Regions from separate parts of the Sus scrofa genome. Here regions 1, 2 and 3 are each linked to region 4. A link is a contact called in public HiChIP or PLAC-seq data. All regions are on one chromosome and are shown on one strand. The core of a region is the stretch at or near the end of the contact, and the rest is flanking DNA. Distances in the headings are between cores, read along the strand shown.

What was found. HiChIP or PLAC-seq counts read pairs in DNA pulled down with a chosen protein or histone mark.
Region 1: an H3K27ac HiChIP or PLAC-seq map of alveolar macrophages shows a contact between it and region 4. The contact joins the promoter of PGRMC2 here to the promoter of C8H4orf33 in region 4. A contact is called at or near these places in 1 of 5 promoter capture datasets (liver), 1 of 47 Hi-C or Micro-C datasets (embryonic fibroblasts) and 2 of 2 datasets of contacts at active chromatin or transcription factors (alveolar macrophages and skeletal muscle).
Region 2: an H3K27ac HiChIP or PLAC-seq map of alveolar macrophages shows a contact between it and region 4. The contact joins the promoter of JADE1 here to the promoter of C8H4orf33 in region 4. A contact is called at or near these places in 2 of 5 promoter capture datasets (fetal liver and fetal skeletal muscle), 2 of 47 Hi-C or Micro-C datasets (embryonic fibroblasts and skeletal muscle) and 2 of 2 datasets of contacts at active chromatin or transcription factors (alveolar macrophages and skeletal muscle).
Region 3: a contact with region 4 is called in an H3K27ac HiChIP or PLAC-seq map of alveolar macrophages. The contact joins the promoter of MFSD8 here to the promoter of C8H4orf33 in region 4. A contact is called at or near these places in 1 of 5 promoter capture datasets (fetal liver) and 1 of 2 datasets of contacts at active chromatin or transcription factors (alveolar macrophages).

Annotation. Positions count from the first base shown.
Region 1 is chr8:96,691,433-96,694,132 of Sscrofa11.1, forward strand. PGRMC2 (progesterone receptor membrane component 2) reads left to right here and starts at 1,391. Exons shown (of 4, transcript NM_001097521.2): 1 at 1,391-1,564; 2 at 1,567-1,832. The coding sequence starts at 1,416. It overlaps LOC102166663 (a long non-coding RNA gene), which reads right to left and starts at 2,136. Exons shown (of 5, transcript XR_002346425.1): 1 at 2,008-2,136.
Region 2 is chr8:96,562,832-96,565,531 of Sscrofa11.1, forward strand. It overlaps JADE1 (protein Jade-1), which reads right to left and starts at 1,301. Exons shown (of 15, transcript XM_021100682.1): 1 at 1,068-1,301.
Region 3 is chr8:96,923,670-96,926,369 of Sscrofa11.1, forward strand. MFSD8 (major facilitator superfamily domain-containing protein 8) reads left to right here and starts at 1,394. Exons shown (of 12, transcript XM_021101605.1): 1 at 1,394-1,578. The coding sequence starts at 1,514. It overlaps ABHD18 (protein ABHD18), which reads right to left and starts at 1,193. Exons shown (of 14, transcript XM_013978904.2): 1 at 1,034-1,193. The coding sequence starts at 1,193.
Region 4 is chr8:95,947,981-95,950,680 of Sscrofa11.1, forward strand. C8H4orf33 (UPF0462 protein C4orf33 homolog) reads right to left here and starts at 1,401. Exons shown (of 13, transcript XR_002346802.1): 1 at 1,292-1,401. SCLT1 (sodium channel and clathrin linker 1) reads left to right here and starts at 1,480. Exons shown (of 20, transcript XM_021100694.1): 1 at 1,480-2,041. The coding sequence starts at 2,008.

The DNA.
Region 1 (2,700 bases), core at 141-2,640, 740 kb after region 4:
TCTGTCACTTGCCCCTTCAATATCTTCAGTGGCTTCTCCAAAACCGGCAATATAAAGCCCAAGTCTACCCCTTGATACAAAAGACTAAAATTTCAGTTTTCCAGACTTTGCCCCTCTTCAGTACTTAAAGCCAAAGTGGACCACTTAGTTTCCCTAATATGCATACCATACTCCCCCACGTCTCTCCTCCATCTCATCAATTCCTCAAGATTAAACGGAAACCGTTACTCCCCTGATACAACCTTCATTCACCACAAGAGTAGTTTACAGCAGCTTGGCGGGGCGGGGCATAGACTGAGACGCAGAAAAACAGACTCAGGCCTAAGGGAGTATGTGAAATGAAGAGAGCGCGCGTGAGGTGAAAGATCCAGAATGAGGCTTCACAGGTGACACTTATACCCGAATTTTAAGGACGTGAGGCTAAGACTCTACAACGCCCAGGTAGATGAAAAGAAACTGTAAATAAAGCTAAACTAATGAATTGAAGGGCCACCTTATCCCATCTACTTCCCTACCGCCCCAGAAATTACGACTTAAGGAATAACACCTTTAGACTGAAACCTGAAAGAAAACTGGACAAGAGTAGCCTTGGCCAAAACCACTGGGGAGTGGCTACTCGTTGTCGCAGACAGCACGTAGATTCCTTTTGCCAAACAATTCCAATGCGGGTTCTATGTACACTCTCTGCGCCAGGAGACCAGCTCATCGCCAAAACTTCTGGCGGTAGCTTTGCCTGAGTGCCCACGCTCATAGCTTCCGGACGGGCGCGACGGCGTCCAAGGGGAGAGACACCCCTCACCGATTTGCGAAAGCAGTTAATACTATGCCGAGGCCTCGCACTAGCCACTCATGCCCTCAGAAAGGAATCCGGGACCGCCCCGCCTCAGCAGCAGCCTCGGCGCACGTGAAGCTCACGGGCGGAGCGACAAGAGACAGGCAACTGCTCGCGGACGCCAACCCAGGCCTGGGAAGGGAAGAGACTTTTAGGCGCACGCGCACAGCGAGGGGACTGGGCGGAGCGTGCCTTCCGAAGGGGTTGCATTGGAAAGGAGAGCGCGTGGCGCCCCGGAACCCGCGCACGCGCAGTAATTTTGCCCCGCCTATGCGCGCGCGCGTCCCGCGCAGCATCTTTTCAGGACCGCCCCTTCTACTTCAACTAGAAGAGATGACGGGCAAAAGCAGGGAAGTGTGGGGCGAGGTAGGCGGGGCGCCGCACGCGAGCGCGGCCTGCAAAAGAAGGGAGGTGGAGGAGGGATCCTAGACAACGTTACCCCGTCAACACCCAATCGGGAGCCCATCTGGCCCCGCCCCCTACCCTCACGTTATTGGCTGAGAGGCCCCCATATGGGCGGGGCCCCCGTGAGGTTGGGGCGGGCAGGGGGCGGGGAGGAGGAGGAAGGCGCTGGCGGGCAGTGATGGCGGCGGGTGATGGGGACGTGAAGCTAGGCACCCTAGGGAGTGGCAGCGAGAGCAGCAGCGACGGCAGCAGCGAGAGCCCAGGCGGCGCGGGAGAGGCAGCAGAAGGGGGCGGTTGGGCGACAGCGGCGTTGGCGCTTCTGACGGGGGCGGGGAGATGCTGCTGAACGTGGCGCTGGTGGCGCTAGTGCTGCTGGGGGCCTACCGGCTGTGGGTGCGCTGGGGGCGGCGGGGTCTGGGCGCCGGAGCCGGGGCAGGCGAGGAGAGCCCAGCCGCTTCTCTGCCTCGTATGAAGAAGCGGGACTTCAGCTTGGAGCAGCTGCGCCAGTATGACGGGTCCCGCACGCCGCGCATCCTACTCGCGGTCAATGGGAAAGTCTTCGACGTGACCAAAGGCAGCAAGTTCTACGGCCCGGGTGAGGAGTTGGAAGGGGAGGGTGAGGACCCCCTGCAGATCAAGCGCGACCCCCCTCTGATGGGAGGGCCCGTGGGCACCGGGTTAGTTTGGCAGCCTTCTCGACATCTGGACCCCCGCGCCTTGTCTGCCGCACCTGAGACAGCCCGTCCCCAACCCAGCCCAGCCGCGGGCACCTCCAGCGTTTCTCCCCCGAAGTCGGGGTCCCAGTGTTGTCCCAGGAACCAGCTCTCAGTTCTTATCTTTCTCTCTTCCCAACTCTTCTCGCAGCTTTTTCTTGTGCTGAGTTTTAAAAAATCCTTTTAGTTGTCGTCAGTCACCTTGGCCCTCAGACTGTAGCTCCTGGGATGGTAGTGGGCAGGAGAGAAGGAAAATTTCTAAAGTAGGGACCTAAAGTTTTTGGCCCTGTAATTCACAGCTTTCCTTTCTTTACTCTTTTTTTGCCACTGATGTCCCTTTTCTCTCTACTAGTACTCATAGGGCCACGTTTAGGTACACGTAGCTCCAAGTCCCAACCCTCTATGAAGTCCGGGTACATAAGCAACACTTCAACCTTAAAAAAAAATAGTTTTAGTATGGAGACGCTTTCCAAGATTAACAATGAATGTGAGATGAAGCATACCAGAATGCAGATCCTAGTAAATACTGGCAAGGGTATTCGCCCTGAGTTTTGGGGGTGGAGCTCATATACCTAGCAGGCATGCCTGTCCGGTTTCTTTCTCTTTTTCTTTTTTTTTTTTTTTTTTTTTTGGTAGTAGGAAGGCAGGTATTCAAATACACGTTGATTATGACTTATTGTATTTTCACTGAGGAAAAAAAAAGAGCTATAAATTCATACCCCCCCACCCCCACCCCGCACCAGTTTTGCA
Region 2 (2,700 bases), core at 51-2,550, 610 kb after region 4:
ACCGAAAAAAAAAGGAAAGAAAGAAAGAAAGCAACAAAGAAAGAAACAAAGAAAACCCAAGAGTAAATGGGTTTTATACACAAAGAAGTTCATGATAGCATTATTACAGCAAAATGGTAAAAACAACTAAATGTCTATCACATGGGAATGGTTAAGTAAACTGTGGTATATGCTTTGTTAAGAAGTTTGGGAGTTCCCATTGCAGTGCAGTGGAACGAATCCGACTAGGAACTATGAGGTTGCAGGTTTGATCCCTGGCCTCTCTCAGTGGGTTAAGGATCCCGTGTTGCCATGAGCTTGGTATAGGTCACAGATGTTGTTTGGATCTGGTGTTGCTGTGGCTGTGGTGTAGGCCGGCACCTGTGGCCCTAATTTGACCCGTAGCCTGGGAACCTCCATATGCTGCAGGCGCAGCCATAAAAAGCAAAAAACAAACAAAAAAAAAAAACTGAGTTTGTACTTGCAGTCCTCCAATCAAACTCAGTGACAGATTTACCTAGATTAAACTATAGTGACAAATAACATACATTAAATACTTACTATACGCCAGGCAATGTTTCAAGTAATTTGTATATATTAATCTCTTTTAACCCTCAAAAAGACCCTATGAGACAGGTATTATTATAAACACTATTTTACAGATGAGGACTCTGGGGCTCAGGAAGGCTAAGAGTCAAGAAGTAGACTAATGCAGGAAATGGCCTTTCCATCATGCGAGAAAGGTAAAGACAGAGACACCTGGGCTCTTACTCTGCTTCCTCCCCTTTATCAGTCTGGGTTTAATCAGGAGAAAAAAGACACATAGTGATTTGAACAGGAATATTTAATATAAATCACTATTAATTATATCAGGACATCGACATAAAAAGGAATAGGCTACTCAGGAGTAAAAGGAACTCTAAAGGATATGGAAATGGGGAGCAGCTCCTGCCCGAGGGCTGAGATTCAGTACCCAAGGTATGACCCCATCCTCTCCACAGACAGGGCTAAAAAAAATCCAGACTTGACTGGCAAGAGCACAGACTAGACTAATGAATGGCAGAGAGATAGCTACAGTGTATGCTCACCAAATATGCTGAAAATCTGCTTTATGGAATTTGCTGGAAATCCATTCTTTAGGGTGCTGGGAAAGCTGTTCACAGGGAGATGTCTCACTAGAGGCATTCTACTACAAAGTCACCCAAGAAGAGATGAAAGAGTAAAGTGCTGGCCACTGGTTATTGCTGGCTACTATGACAGTAGGTGCTGGTCAGAAGCCCCATGCACTCCAGGAGCCTGTCTAGGGAGCAGGCCAGACTAGGAAGCAAAATACTTCCCTCCTGCAGTGTTTCTCAAGCACTATCTATTGGCAAAGTTTAACATGGCACCATCTGGCAAAGAAAAAATATTTAAAGGGCCCATATCCACTTTCTCAGAGTAGGCAATGAAGAGCAAATTTATAACTGTGAAGTAATAAACAGATAACTGACACATCCTCCAAGGCAGGTACATCACTTATTCTTGCTGAGTTTGGTTCCAGCAAAGTTTAGTGCTGTAATAATTATTTTCAACAAAAGCGTATAGTCTTCCAAGGATGCAAACGGATGATAAAAGTGTTGTGGAGACCTAATATGGAGAGTACCAGCTGAAGCCATGTGCCTCACATGGTCAGTGCAGAGCAAGAGAAGCTCTGCTGAGATATGGTACATCTGCTCGCACCCTCTGAGGACACCGTGTTATCCATAAGGTTTTATACCCCTGCCTTACTCATTTGGGAACACAATCAAAGCTGACTCTATGAGTATGTTGTAGTCTCCTCCACCAAGTTATGTTCTTTCTGAAATGCACTGCACTATGTGGAATGCTAGGCAATCATCCAAATGTTATTAAAAAGAGTGTGTGGTAAAATGGAAAAATACTTATAATTCACATTTTTAAAAGTAGGGTGCAAAAATGTACTATGTGAAGAAAGGAAAACTGCATAAGAAATAAAGAGTAGAAGGAAATATCCCTCAAATCAGTCATTGTCTCTAGGTGGAACTGGGGTAATTTTTCTCTTTTCCTATTATTTTTCTATAATTTGCAAATTTTACTATAGTGAGCATGTACTGGTTACAGCTTTAGGACAAAATTTATATAACAATAAGAACAACCAAAATCCATGTGTGTGTGTGTGTGTGTGTGTGTGTGTGTGTGTGTATTGAAGTCTTACTGAGCCAAGGTTTGGGACCTAGAATATGACAAATAGAGTTCTCTATAGAGTATCTGAACCAGTTCTCAATCATTTACCCAAGCTAAGATGACCAGAACTTGATAGCAGTTAGACCAACTGAGATTAAACAGACTGTCTACCCTAGATGAGACCTAAAAAAAAAAAAAAAAAAAAAAAAAAAAAAAAAGTCAGTGTATTTACAGAACAAAATGAACTCCACTTCTTGAAACTTGAGCTACTGAGACTTATACATACATCTGAGTAAAGACATGAGGAAACTCTATCTAGAGAATTAACCAGCCAAATATTGAAATTCAACCAAATCTAAGCAAAACCAGCAGTATTTGAAATATCAGCAACTTTCTTATTTAAAAATTCAAGTCAATCTCTTTAAAGTTCTAACAGCAATCCAGAGGAATCCCCTAAACACTGAACTCTCAGTTTAAGCCTCTGTTCCCAGAAATTTTTAATTAAATGTCCCAATGCGAAGCAGTAACTTCACTCAAATC
Region 3 (2,700 bases), core at 144-2,643, 980 kb after region 4:
ATAGGAATCTGATATGTTTTTGTTAGCTGTTACAAATTTGCAAGACTGAATCCAAGTACACAAAGTTAGGTCTGTATTCAGAAGATAATTCTGTACTAAGAGAAAACCTATTTCAAGTTTAGCTGTTAAGTCAGTGGACTGTATCTAATAGACTACACACAAGGTTACAAACAAGACAAAGATCAAAAGTGATGGCTTATACCATACAGTACATAACTAGTATAGGGCCTGGAATAGAGTAAGTGCTCATTTTGATCGAAAACAGTTTAATTTGGGTCCCAACTCGGCCATTTTCACACCGAGTGACTCTGGGTAAGTTATTAACTTTTCTGGGCCTTAGTTCTCTGTAAATTATAAATGTGTCTGCTTTACCTATCCCATAGTTGTGATCAAATGAAATCACATAAAGATGTATCTAGTGCTAACTATGACACACATGACTACTGCACCAATTAGCTTACAAGTCTGCTTGTAGAGGTAAGATGTTAATATGTAAGCACCAGAAAAGAAACAGCACCTCGATCTACCGAAAACAAACAAACAAAAACAACCCATAACCTATTTTCTAAAAATATTCTCCTTGTGATGAAAAGAGCTGGCCATTGTCAAACTTGTGCTGTGCCTTTTCTAACCTCCAGGTTACAGCAGCAGGCTCTGCTGATTGGTATCTTGCAAGGCTGAAAGCCCACAGTCCACGCAGGCGGCGGTGGGGTTCCAATTTGGGGATCAGCAGGTTAGGAGGGGCTGGAGGACCCCCATCTTCAATCCAGGTCTCAACAAGGCACTATGGGTAAGGGGCCTTTGCAGTTAACCAGGCGAGATAAAGCACAGCGCGTCACCACCTCCACTTTCCACAGAGGGGAGAGCCCGCCAGCCCACCTCACTCGGACCCGCCCGAGCACTTCCACCCTCCCCAGGGCTCCAGACCCCCGAGTCTCCCGCCAAGCCTTGCGCTCTCAGCCCCTGACTCCTGGCACGTAGGCAGCGCTGCAAGAGGCTTGGGAAGCGCGGCCTGGACTGGATACATACTCACTGGCCGCTGGGCGGACGCCTGCTATCCAGCTAGCCGAGACTCCCTGCGCCACCGATCTCTCCCGGGACTTGTTTTCGGGCTGAACCGCAAGCGCAGCTTCACCACACTCTCCAGGAACTGAGGTGCGAGAGGTAGCGGACAGGGAAGCATAGGAAGGCATACGAACCCTGGGCGGGGCGGCTGTTTGGATACGCCCCCTCTCTGGCTCTCCTTCAGGTCGTCCCTGGAGGCGGAGAGGCGGAAACGCCAGGAGGAGGTTCAGACCTCAGGACCCACCCCTTAACCCTGTCATCTCCACGGCCCCGCCCCGCCCTGTCTTCTTCGTGACCCCGCCTCTGACCTGGCACGCTCCGCCCACTTCTGGTTGTCGGGTGCGCATGCGCACTTGCGGGCCTGTTCTGACACCTTCGGGCCTCCTGGAATGGGAGAGAGTAGGAGGTGTCGCGAGAGTTGACCTCTAGCTTTGTGGGAGCTTTAACTATGGCGAGCTTTGGGGTCGGGGCTGAACAGGAGCCCCTCTTAGGAGACCATACACCAGGAAGCAGGTGAGCGGATGTTGGGGGGAGGCCATCTCACCCTCCTGCGCACTTGGGACTTACGCTTTTCCTCGCGTCAGCCTTAGCTGGTGCAATGAGGGGTGCCTAGGCGGCGGGAGCCGCGGCAGGTTGGGCGAGACCCGGAGATGCGCTTCTACTTCAGAGAACCCGCGTCCGGCTCGGGGGCGCCTTGAGTTGGCGGGTTGTGGTGAAGGGGTTATAGAAAGGCAGATAGCCTCTTGGACCTTCACAACAGTTATGCAGCAGCCAAGCAACTGCGCTCTGCATTTGGCCCTTTATTTTTTTAAGTTTTGCATTTGACCCTTTACAGAACTGATCACTTTACACATTTCATAAAAGTTCGAAAATGATGGTTTTAATAGGTACTTGAAAATAACTGGTCTTAGTGTTCAGTTAATTGCCTGCTAACTTCTTGATACTTTTTTAGCAGATAAACCCAAGACGAACTCACTTTTGTCCTATGCCAAATGTATAAATACTTATTTTTAAACAGTTAAGGGACGAAGTGTATTTTGACCCTTACTATTCTGATTATTCTGGTTCTAGTTTATGGACTGTGATTCAGAATTGTTATAGTTTGTTTCTTACTAAACAGTGAAGTATTTTCACCTTTAGGAAAACGGAGCTAAGAATCATTTTAAACATAATTATTAAATCAAGTTAATTAAGTCACAGCTGAACTTCAGCTGTCTCTGATTCTGTTAATTTTTTGCTCGTTTATCTCTCTTAAGCACCAAACCTTTTTTAGAAGTCACTTTGAAACCATTTGGAAAATGTATTTCTCTGGTCCTTGATTTACTAAACAATATATGGAATGCAATTTTATTTACATTTTATCTTGAGATCATTAAAATGAATGCCAGTGATGAAATATGTTGTAGCAAAGTGACATCCAGCCGGCCTAAGGAGGCATTTGGGCCTATTTACTTCTATACTGATTTGTTCTACACTGCTATAATTTTCACCTATGCTTTTTAGTTTTTTTTTTTTTTTTTTTTGCCTAACTGTTCTTCATAGACTATTCCTTATCGTTTTTTGTTTATTATTATTATTTTTTAATCTGTTGTTTGTTTTACTGTCTGCAAACCTCTCCTCGCAACTTTACACGGG
Region 4 (2,700 bases), core at 151-2,650:
CCCCAAACAATCAAACAAAAAAAACACACCACAAACCCCTAAAACTACAGTTTGTATTGACCTTGACCCTACAGGCCAAATAATTCAAGTACAAAGGTAAAATTCCAATTTCAGATATTCAATTATTCACTGCAGAGACCACCTCATCATTTATACCCAGAAAGTACTGCTTGCTCTCACCCAAACTAATATCAACTTGTAGTGTAAATGTAGAGTTAAGTGTATGACTATTGCTTGGTGCCAAGCTAAATCACCCTATGATAGTATATGTTTCAATTGTAGGGGAAGATACAAGTAAGACCTTGAGAAGTGAGAGATTCATGGAAAGATACACACACTGACCTGCAAAAAAGAGCTGCAGCTAGCACTCTCAGTTTCTCCTTCCAACAAGTTTTTGTGTTAATTCATAGCAACTGAAAACGAAATCAAGTACAATCTTTATTCAATGCTAAATTAAACTTTCTATAGTTATTAGATAAACCTCCCTGTTTACAACCAGTCTTTAGAGGAAGGGACCATCTCATTCCCTTAATAGCGAGTATAGAGAAAACCTGTAACAGGACTTCAAATACCTAAGTGGATACCACTGGATGCATTTGAAAAACGTCTTAATACATTCTGCCAGCATTACTTTGTTTATAGAGCATAACGAGTACAAGACAACAAAAGCTTCTTAATCTGTTAAAGAGAAAGCTAAATCGAGCTGTATCTATGGTCTGCTCATAAACTTAACCCATAAACACACATATTTGATTAAAAAGCACTAACTGGTGGCTGGCCTCAAGTTAACATTTTTATTGCTGGCATTGAAATTTCCTCTAATGCTGTTAAAAAAAAAAGACATCTAAATCTAGACACATCTAGACAAAATCAATTTTTAAAAATGGGGATTGTAATCCATTTACAAATGTAAAGTTTTACCTAATTTTTTTCTTGCAAAGAACGTAACTTTTGTTTCTTTTTTTGAGGAAGCAAAGTTATCGCTAAAGAAATAACTGCTGAATTTGCAGGATCTTTGTAGTACTTCTACCTACCTCCCTTATTGCTCACGGTTAACTATTTAAACAACAGCTGTGTCAGTTCTCCAAACACCCACGTACCTAGCTTCTGAAGATAACAAATTCATACTCATAAATCCTCCAGAAGGACAGGTTTGGAAGCAGACTCTGAAGTCTGGGTTCCGCCCCCAGACGCAGAAACTAAGCGTTTTTCACCACCCCTTTGGCCAGCGGGTTCTCCCAGTAACAAAAATACTGTGGTACTTAAACTATATATTTAATTCCCTACCTACGTTTAAATTTGGGAGGGGCGGGCGTTCTTTTAAAAAAGAACACAGGCCCCACAGCGCGCTCGCCGCTTCACAGGTGGCTCAGCCCGCTGTCATCCAGGTTCCTACAGCTCCGCCCATCGCTTGACTGATAGCCAATAGCGTGAGAGAACTCCAGGAAGCGTGGTGACGTAAGCGCTGACGCACGCGTAAAGACGCAGGCGGCGTCACCGTCTCCAAGGAGCGGTCTGGGGCACCGGTTTCAAAGTCGCTGGGCGGGCCCAGTCGATTTCCGATACTGGTCCCGGGATTCCTGGACGCTTTGGAGTAGCTCCTGGCTCCACCGAGGACGCCGCCACACGGCTGCCCGCTGGCTACCTCGGCGCTCTCCTGAGTGGCCCGACACGACCTGGAGTGACCCGCGGACGCCTGTATTCACACGCGTCCCTGTTCCCCACTGGCTGGGATTCGGGTGAACGTGGAAGGGAACTAATTTAGCGGGTCTCCAGCAAACCTGAAATCTTTAGTGCCTCATTTGAGCGAGGGACTCGCCTGAGAGTCTGAAGAAGGAAGGCGCGGCGGGGCTGTTGATGCCGCGTGAGTAGGATTCGGATTACAGCACTCGAGTGCTAGACAACCTCGGAGGCATTGCTTTGGTTTTGTTTTCCCCGTACAGCCTGCTTTGTGTCTTTTTGAGAAAAGTAAAAGTGGTGAAAGCTCCAAGCTAAAATTGTATCTACATGGCCACTGAAATCAAGTTTCTGCGAGATCAAAGTAAGCTCCACATTCCTTTTTTGAGAATTCTTATATGTAATGTTTAATGTCGTCATCGTTGAGTAATGTTTTCTACATGCCTGATGGATGCATGGAAATTTGTAAAAACTTTAAGAAATTAGCTGCAGAAAGAGCTTGGTGGTATATATGAGGATGGATATATACTTCTGCAAAACGTTTGGTAAATACTTAAAGGTTCCTTAGCCTTAAGTAGGACTCCACTACACGCTTGTTTGTTATGCTTCTCGCGTGCTCTGGGGAAATTAGAGGGTTGATGGCCAGGAAGAGTGTCCAAGTCTGCAGTTAGAACCTAAGGGAAAGCTGTGGCCATTTGTTCAAAAGATGTTTATTGAGCGCCTCCTGTTTTTATTATATGCCAGAAGCTATACAAGCATAGCAACTACAAAGATGAGGGCTGTTCTACCCTCCAAGAATATGAGGAGGGAAATACATAAATTCCATAAATACAATGAAGTGACAGCAATTGCCAATTCTTTTGCCTCGGTTTCCTCACAGGATTGTTGGAATGATTAAATGATTGTTAAAATATGTAAAGGATTTAGAGTAATTTCTGACAGTGCTAAACAAACATTAACTGTTGTTACAGGGTTATAATTTACTGTGGTCAAGGAAGGTGCTATTTAGCTGAAACTTGAAGT